2 separate regions of the Rattus norvegicus genome follow, and region 1 is linked to region 2. Evidence: chromatin contacts called from public Hi-C data. All regions are on one chromosome and are shown on one strand. Each heading gives the region's core, a stretch centred on a gene start, on an enhancer-like site or on the middle of the called end of the contact. The rest is flanking DNA. Distances are from core to core; before and after follow the strand shown. Region 1 overlaps Cfap70 (cilia and flagella associated protein 70). Region 2 holds the start of Ppp3cb (protein phosphatase 3 catalytic subunit beta).

Region 1 (3,551 bases), core at 825-3,324, 120 kb after region 2:
CCCCCACACGCTCGGCTGGAGAGCTAGCCCAGCAGTTAAGGGCACCTTTACTCTACAAGAGTGCCCGGGTTTGATTCCCGGCATCCATATGGTAGCCCACAGCCATCTGTGACTCCATCCCGGGGAATCCGATGCCATCCTCTGACCTCTGCGGACACCAGACAGGCTTGTGGCACACATACATACATGCAGGCAAAACACTCAAACATGTGAAGTTAAAAAGCCAAAAGGATTGCTGGAGCCCTGGCTTGTTCCAGAAAGTGGTTGAAGGGAGTGTGTGGGTTCAAAAGCTCACGTGCTAGCGGTTTAGATGTTATGAGGCTTTCTGTCTGCCCTGCCCCCAAACGCGCCTAGAAACCAGAAACCTAATAGCCTCTTGTATATCTTATGGGTCATCTCTAGATGAAATTGATGCTAGAAAAGACATTGTTTCAGTTGGATACATTGTCACCAGCCTGAATCAGCATATTATTATAGGGAGAGTCAGGGGCTTGATACTCTGCACATACCTCTCTCTGCTCTAGAGAGCTGCTCACAGGTGAGGAACCAAGGGTTGTCAACTGCCATCACAGGCCTCAGCTCTGGCTTTTTTTTTTTTTTTTTTTTTTTTTTTCTCTTTGGAGCTGGGGACCAAACCCAGGGCCTTGCGCTTGCTAGGCAAGCGCTCTACCACTGAGCTAAATCCCCAACCCCTCAGCTCTGGCTTTTTAAAAACATTAATTTTTTCCCAGAATAGTTTAACATTTATTTTTTTAAAAATTGGGCAGATATTTCAGAGGTCTACCTGGTCACATGTAATTCCTTTCACATGCTGATGGACTTGATTTTGCTGAGGATAAACTGTTGCTCACGTTAATTTGAGCACATACTAATCCATTAGATCAATTAAGAATAAGACAAAGTGGGGTTGGGGATTTAGCTCAGTGGTAGAGCGCTTGCCTAGCAAGCGCAAGGCCCTGGGTTTGGTCCCCAGCTCCGAAAAAAAAGAAAAAAAAGAAAAAAAAAAGAATAAGACAAAGTTTTAGTTGTTTTACTTTAATTAAATGTTTGGGCGTTTTCCTCGTGTTCTATGGATTTGAACTTACGACTCAGTATTTTGTTTCTCTGTAACCTTTAGCACTTTCTGTCTGCTCATTAACACACATGTAGAGCCTTTCCTCACCGGTCAGGGCTGCTGGCTGGTTTCCTGTCTGAGAAAAAAACGTTACTTCTCCTTTTGCAGGGCAGCTGTAGTGAGACTGGTTAGTGGGCACGTTTGGTGAGGTGTAACGACACAGTGGAAGCTTCAGGAGTGCAGGACCTGCCACTCATCCAGGGTCCATGATCGGAGATAATTTAACCTCACGGAACTTGATCTGTGAGCTCGAGACCAGCCTGTTCTACCCAGAAAGTTCCAGGTCAACCAGGGCTACATAGTGAGATCCTGCCTCAAACAAACAAACAAACAAACAAACAAACAAACAACACTGGCCACTGGGGAGTATTTCAAACCATTTACTCTCCATCCCTCCTTGAAGCATGAGGTTTCCCTCCTGCAGGGCGCCGACCCTTAGAACAGGTAGCCCTTATATCTGGGTTCCCTGGAAATTTTCAACTCTTAGTTTCAAAAAATTTGTCAAAATTTAGTTTTTATTTCCTGGTACTATACTGGCCAATTTTCAGTGTTTTGTTTATTTAGATAGGATCTCCCTGTGTAGATGAGGCTAGGCTGTCTGAAATCCAGCTCCTGTCCAGCAGTGCTAAGATTAAAGGCATGCACCACCACCCCACACCTCCCCGGTGTTTGTTTGGTTTTGAGACAGGGCCTTGCTATGTATCCCAGACTGGCCTGGAGCTCACTGTGCAGCCCTCAAACTTGTGATCCTCTTGTGTTAGCCTCCTGTTGAGCTTAGGTTGCCATATGGCACTTAAAGATGTATTTTTTGAGATTGTTAGCATTTTAAAAATTATTTTTATAAATCTATAAACCTAGGAAGGTTTTCTAAAAATCAACCAGCTGGGCTGGAGAAGTGGTTGAGCTATTATGACTGTCTGTGCTGCCAGGGGACACTGGATCAGTTCTACCACCCACATCAGACAGCTTGAAAGTGCCAGGAGCTCCAGACTTAGGGCATTCAGTGCCACCCCCAGGCACTGCACTGACATGCACAGAAACATGCATATACATGCACATGATTCAAAATAATAAAACAATTTAAATCAGCAGTGTAGGCAGGCATGGTGGTGGGCATCTCTAATCAGGTTTCCAGGAGCTTAAAATAGAAGGGTTCTAAGTTTGAAACCAAGCGGGGCTATCCTAGTCTCTCAAACAAACATAAACCCGTCTGCCTATTAAGACAGACATTCTCTGTCTCTCTGTCCTTGTCTTTGTGTGTCTCTCATGCACATACTCACACACACACACACACACACACACACACACACACCCCACACGTATTCCATTACTTTCTAGAGAAACACTCACTTGACCAACTGGGCCATATCCCCAGCTCATTTTACTCATAATTTCCTAGAAAAGAATGTTTCCTTTTAAGCTGTGCCATTTGCGTTTGCAGATAGTGCTGATGGTCTGATTTTTAATTTGCAGTTTTCAGAAGCGAATTGCTGATTGCCGACTCTGGCCCGTGGAGATCACAAGAGTGCCTTTGATCGTTGTACCCAAAGCCAAGCCAGGCAAACTTGAGAAGGTAAACATGTGGATCCCTAAAATAAAACGATAGGGTGTGGTGGCTTCTGCCATGGTTCCCGGCACTGGGAGACTGAGACAAGGATCATATTAGATCCGGAGTTGGAGAGCAGCCTAGACACAGAGCCTTCCCCTCAAGTTTTATAATTAGAAGTGACCTATCAAGTCAAATCTGTTATTCTGTGTCTAATCCAGTTTTATGTGGCTGTTTCCCCTATGTGACCCATTTGTGGTTCTTTGCCTAGGACTTTTTTGGGGTCCTGATGTACTGACCGCTCAGTTCCCAGGGAACCCAGGATGATTGGTTGGCCACAGAAGTCCCCTGTTGCTCAGTATTTTCAGATACTGATTTCCCCTGACCCTGCCTTATTGTCTTACCAGAGGTACCATAAGAAACAATCATTTTTATCTAGGTCAAAATGAGTGATTCAGCTCAATCTAATTAACTTAGGCTTACCTGCAGATGTGCTAGACTGCATGTTACTGTAATAGGATTAATAGATTAAACCAAGGCTTTGGAAAGACAGGGTTTTGTGAGCCTGGAACATGTTCCATATTGCTTTCCCTGTCTATGTTGCACCCTTACTCCTTGTGTATAAATTCCATGAGGGTAAGGGTCATTCAGTCTTTTATTGTCCGCTTTTATAGTCTGCACAAACCTAGCACATCACACAACTCACAGCCAGCCCTCAGCAAGCATCTAAGTCATTTGACTTGGCTTTGAAAAGGCTCTTTGGTATAACGAAAATGTTACCACCATAACAAACAAAAGGCAGCCTTATTCACTACTGGTCAGGGTGGAAATTAGCATGGAGGCTCCTTAAAAGCTAAAAATAGGTCTAGCATATGTCATAGCTGTACCATT
Region 2 (3,783 bases), core at 1,118-3,617:
AGTATTTTTCATTAATAAATCTGTAAGATAGTTGTATTTAACCTCTTGTCCTTCACTTGTGTATGTTTTTGCTCATTCCTTCTGGGCTGGGGAAGCCTCGGAATTTATATGAAATGGCTTTGACCAAGTGAAAGTGAATAGCCAAAGAGGAGTTTAAAAATATGGAGTCCACATGTCCTTATGTAAACCTTTCCCTTTTGCTATGGGTACAAGTGTGTTAACTGTCCCTCTGTTAACTGCCTGGGACACTCAGTGCCTTACACACTCCACTCCCAGCACAGTACCAGTCTTGGTGCCTTTCCTCTCTGCATTACAGGTGTGCGATGTGCCCTGCTCCCTTCCTATGGCCCCATTCCCCTTCCTTTCCCCTTAAGAGTTAGAACATCTCTGTGATGATGAGATCTAGCTTCACCCATGACCCAAAAGTCGATTTCCTTTAAAAAGTATTTTGTAGTGGCTGGAGCCATTCAAAGGTTAAGAGAACAGGCTGTTCATTCATTGTACATGGGTTCAGTTTTCAACACCACATTTGGTAGGTCTCGTTCCAAGGAATATAACTCTCTCTTCTGCCCTCCATGCAGACTGAACACATGTGGTGCACATTCATGCAGGCAAAACATATATACATACAAAAGAAAATAATTTTGTAGGTTCCCTTTGCAACGAATGTCTATTGGGTTTTCCCTCCTTATTTACTCCAGATCTTGGTCTCACTGATGAACAGAAAGAGACAACGGATGCTGAGAATGTTGTTCTGCTGCCTTCCTAATCATTGTAGACAGATTCTGAGCATGTATGTTATTGATAGGATACAGAGGACTTTCTTGTTTCATCCTATTTGGATGCTGTAACAGACACATGGGCCTTAGATATATTGGCCCCTGAACCTTTCAACACCATTCGTGTCATACATACTCCTCTAACCTTTTATAAGAATTGCAGTGGCTGCATATATATGAGACAGACGCATGAAGGCCAGAGTACATTGTAGCAGTCAGCTCTCTTTTTCTACCGTGTGTGCCCTGTGGTTCCATAATTGGGTTTGGTGCCTTTACAGCCTGAGCCATCTTAGAGTAACCGATAGTTATTGATGGAACAATCTCTTCTTGTTTCTTGGCCTTATGGACGCTAGCCGACCTGGATATGTAAGTTGCCCACACCCAAATTCTGTGTATATACAGATAAGGAACTAACTTCAGTTTTCTACCTACTTAGTGTCCGCTTTCCAACTTTTCTATTACATTTAACTTACTTACTTACTTACTTACTTACTCAACGTTTTAGCAGAGGTCAGACTTGAAGGAATCTATTCCTTCTTTCCATTGACTCCTTCCACCAAGTGGATTCATCCCAAGGAATTTAGGTCACCCACCTTGGCTGCAAGCACCTTTATCCATTGGACCATCTCTCTAACTTCAAATGTATTTGCCCAATGAATTAAGAAAGCCCATAGCCTTTCCAGGTGAATCTTAACAGGTTTCTGAATATCTCTTGATGTCATTCCCTACTTCCCTTGACTCCTTTTGGTTCTTAAATCATGGTGCTTAGACTTTGTCAGCTGAATTTATGTGCCTTTGGACTCTTCCAAACCCAAACCAAGGGTTGGAATTCTATGCAACCCTCTATGCCCCCCTCCCGTTTGTTGAGACAGTCTCACTTTGTTGCCCTGAGTGGCTACCTCTGCCTCCTGAGGTCTGGCAGTAAAGGACAAATTCCATTTTAAATGATAATAGCACTCTTCCTTTTTTTTTTAAAGTTTATTTATTTATTATATATGAGCATACTATAGCTGTTTTCAGACACACCAGAAGAGGGCACCAGATCTCATTACAGATGGTTGTGAGCCACCATGTGGTTGCTGGGATTTGAACTCAGGACCTCTGGAAGGGCAGACAGTGCTCTTAACCACTGAGCCATCTCTCGCACCAATAATGCTACTCTTTACATTTTCCAATGCTTCTTTCATTTTTGTCCCTACTCAGATTTTGTAGATAAATTGTCATATATTTGTCTAATAGTGGGAAATTCTGAGGTCACATTACATCTCTTCATTTCCCTGGGCTCCAAAGAGGCCAGAAAAATGTTCTTTTTACCTTGCACTCATCAACAGTCCCTAAGTCTAGTCTGCACCCTTCTCTTTACTGGCTTGTCTTTCTGCATGTCAGGAATTTTCACCTGGTCCCTTGGACTGCTCCCGTTTCTGTAGTAGCTTCGGTAATTTTGCTCAAGTCCCTGGAGCCTGTCCCGCCCCCGCCCCCGCACGCGCGGTGCATGACGGTCTTAGCCCCTCTGAAGGGAAAGAGGGTCCGCCATGTTCCCCGGCGGCGCCGCCGCTCGGCTCTGGTAGCCGCCGCCCCCGCCCCCAACCCCGCCCGGCCCGGCACCTAGCCGAGCCCCGGGCCCAGCATGGCCGCCCCGGAGCCGGCCCGGGCCGCGCCGCCCCCTCCCCCGCCCCCGCCGCCCCCCCTCGGGGCCGACCGCGTCGTCAAAGGTGAGAGGTACCCGAAGCCCTGGGGGCCTGGCGTGAGGCGCGGTGTGAAGGCGGGCGGGAGTCCGTCCCCTCCGGAGCCGGCCCGGCGGGGCGGGCGAGTGACTGGCTGCCTCCCTTGGGGAGTGGCCCCTGGGCGGGTCCCCGCTGGGCCGGGCCCAGGCGTTGGCTGCTCGGCCGTCTCCCGCTCGCCCTGCAGGCCCGGGCGGGGGTTCTGTGCGGGGTGTCGCTAACGCGGGGTTAGGGCGGTCCGCCGCAGCGAGCCCCTTTCTTTCCTGCATTGCCTGTTACCGGCGCAGTGCCCGTGTTGAGCTTCCGGCTCATCGACAGCTGCACTCCGGCTGGCCGGGGCGCACCGTGGGGCCCCGGATTCCCTTAGCTTCACGCCGGCGGACTCGTCCGGGTTCTGGCCCACGCCTGCTCCCGGGTGACAGCGCCTTGCGAGCGCCAACAGCAGGGTGTTTGCGCTCGGTCCTCAGGTGCCACCCGGCGCGGAAATTGGGGAAAACCATATGGGACTGGACAAGAGTGAAGGATCCAGGCGTGACTTAGGAACCCAGACGTAGCTGCAGGGCAGTATTGCAGAGAGGACAACTCCTCCCCCCCCCCCCCCAGAAAAGTCGCATGTATAGGAAGTGGTAGTTATTTTAAAAACCGTCAGCACGTAACAGAAAGGGTTTTACGTATCGTCTCTAAACACGCGTTATACTCTTTAGAAAAAAAGTGAAATTCTTCTGTGCCAAGGAGGGAGGAGATAATGGACGTTTGTGTACAGATAAACAGATTTATTTAAGATAAATTGAGAGGCAGTTGAGAGTTCTTTAAAAGTCCAAGCTCTCAAAGAGAGCTACCACATCTACTACACTAATACTGTGGATATTAGTAAGAACTGAAATTATTTTTCTTTAAAGTTATTTTAATTTTCAAATACAGTGTCAAGTACAGACTGGCACATTGTTTAAATACTGTTAGTTTTGTTTTGAACTGTGACTGTGGTTTGCCATTAAAATATTTAAAACAAGAAACCCTTTTCTCGAGCGTGTGTGTGTGTGTGTGTGTGTGTGTGTGTGTGTGTGTGTGTGTGTTTCGTGGTAGTTTTCCCGAGATACTCTGTGTCCTGGAACGGAACCTGTAGACCAGGTTGGCCTGAAACTTAGAGGAGATTTGCCTGCCTCTGCCACTTGAGAGCTCAGATTAAAGGTGTGCACCACCACTCACTGCCCACCTATGTGTTTTCTGTTTTCAGTCTGCACTTTTTGGTTCTTAAAGCATGACCAAATATATTCAAACCTAGG

What was found. A called contact is a pair of places that touch in the nucleus more often than the background predicts.
Region 1: a Hi-C map of psoas muscle shows a contact between it and region 2, with 1.7 times the contacts expected there. The contact joins the enhancer-like site here to the promoter of Ppp3cb in region 2. A contact is called at or near these places in 2 of 12 Hi-C or Micro-C datasets (the Rat2 cell line and psoas muscle).

What each region holds. Positions count from the first base shown.
Region 1 is chr15:3,922,192-3,925,742 of GRCr8, forward strand. It overlaps Cfap70 (cilia and flagella associated protein 70), which reads left to right. Exons shown (of 29, transcript NM_001108370.2): 9 at 2,588-2,687. Among named protein-coding and RNA genes, the nearest start is that of Cfap70, 22 kb to the left of the region's middle. Within about 2 kb of position 2,075, at least 3 of the 93 cell types and tissues checked have an H3K27ac peak or open chromatin away from gene starts, as enhancers often do.
Region 2 is chr15:3,806,895-3,810,677 of GRCr8, forward strand. Ppp3cb (protein phosphatase 3 catalytic subunit beta) reads left to right here and starts at 2,368. Exons shown (of 14, transcript NM_017042.2): 1 at 2,368-2,491. The coding sequence starts at 2,407. It overlaps LOC103693236 (a long non-coding RNA gene), which reads right to left. Exons shown (of 2, transcript XR_005493820.2): 1 at 2,503-3,783. It overlaps Usp54 (ubiquitin specific peptidase 54), which reads left to right. Exons shown (of 20, transcript NM_001008863.3): 20 at 1-41.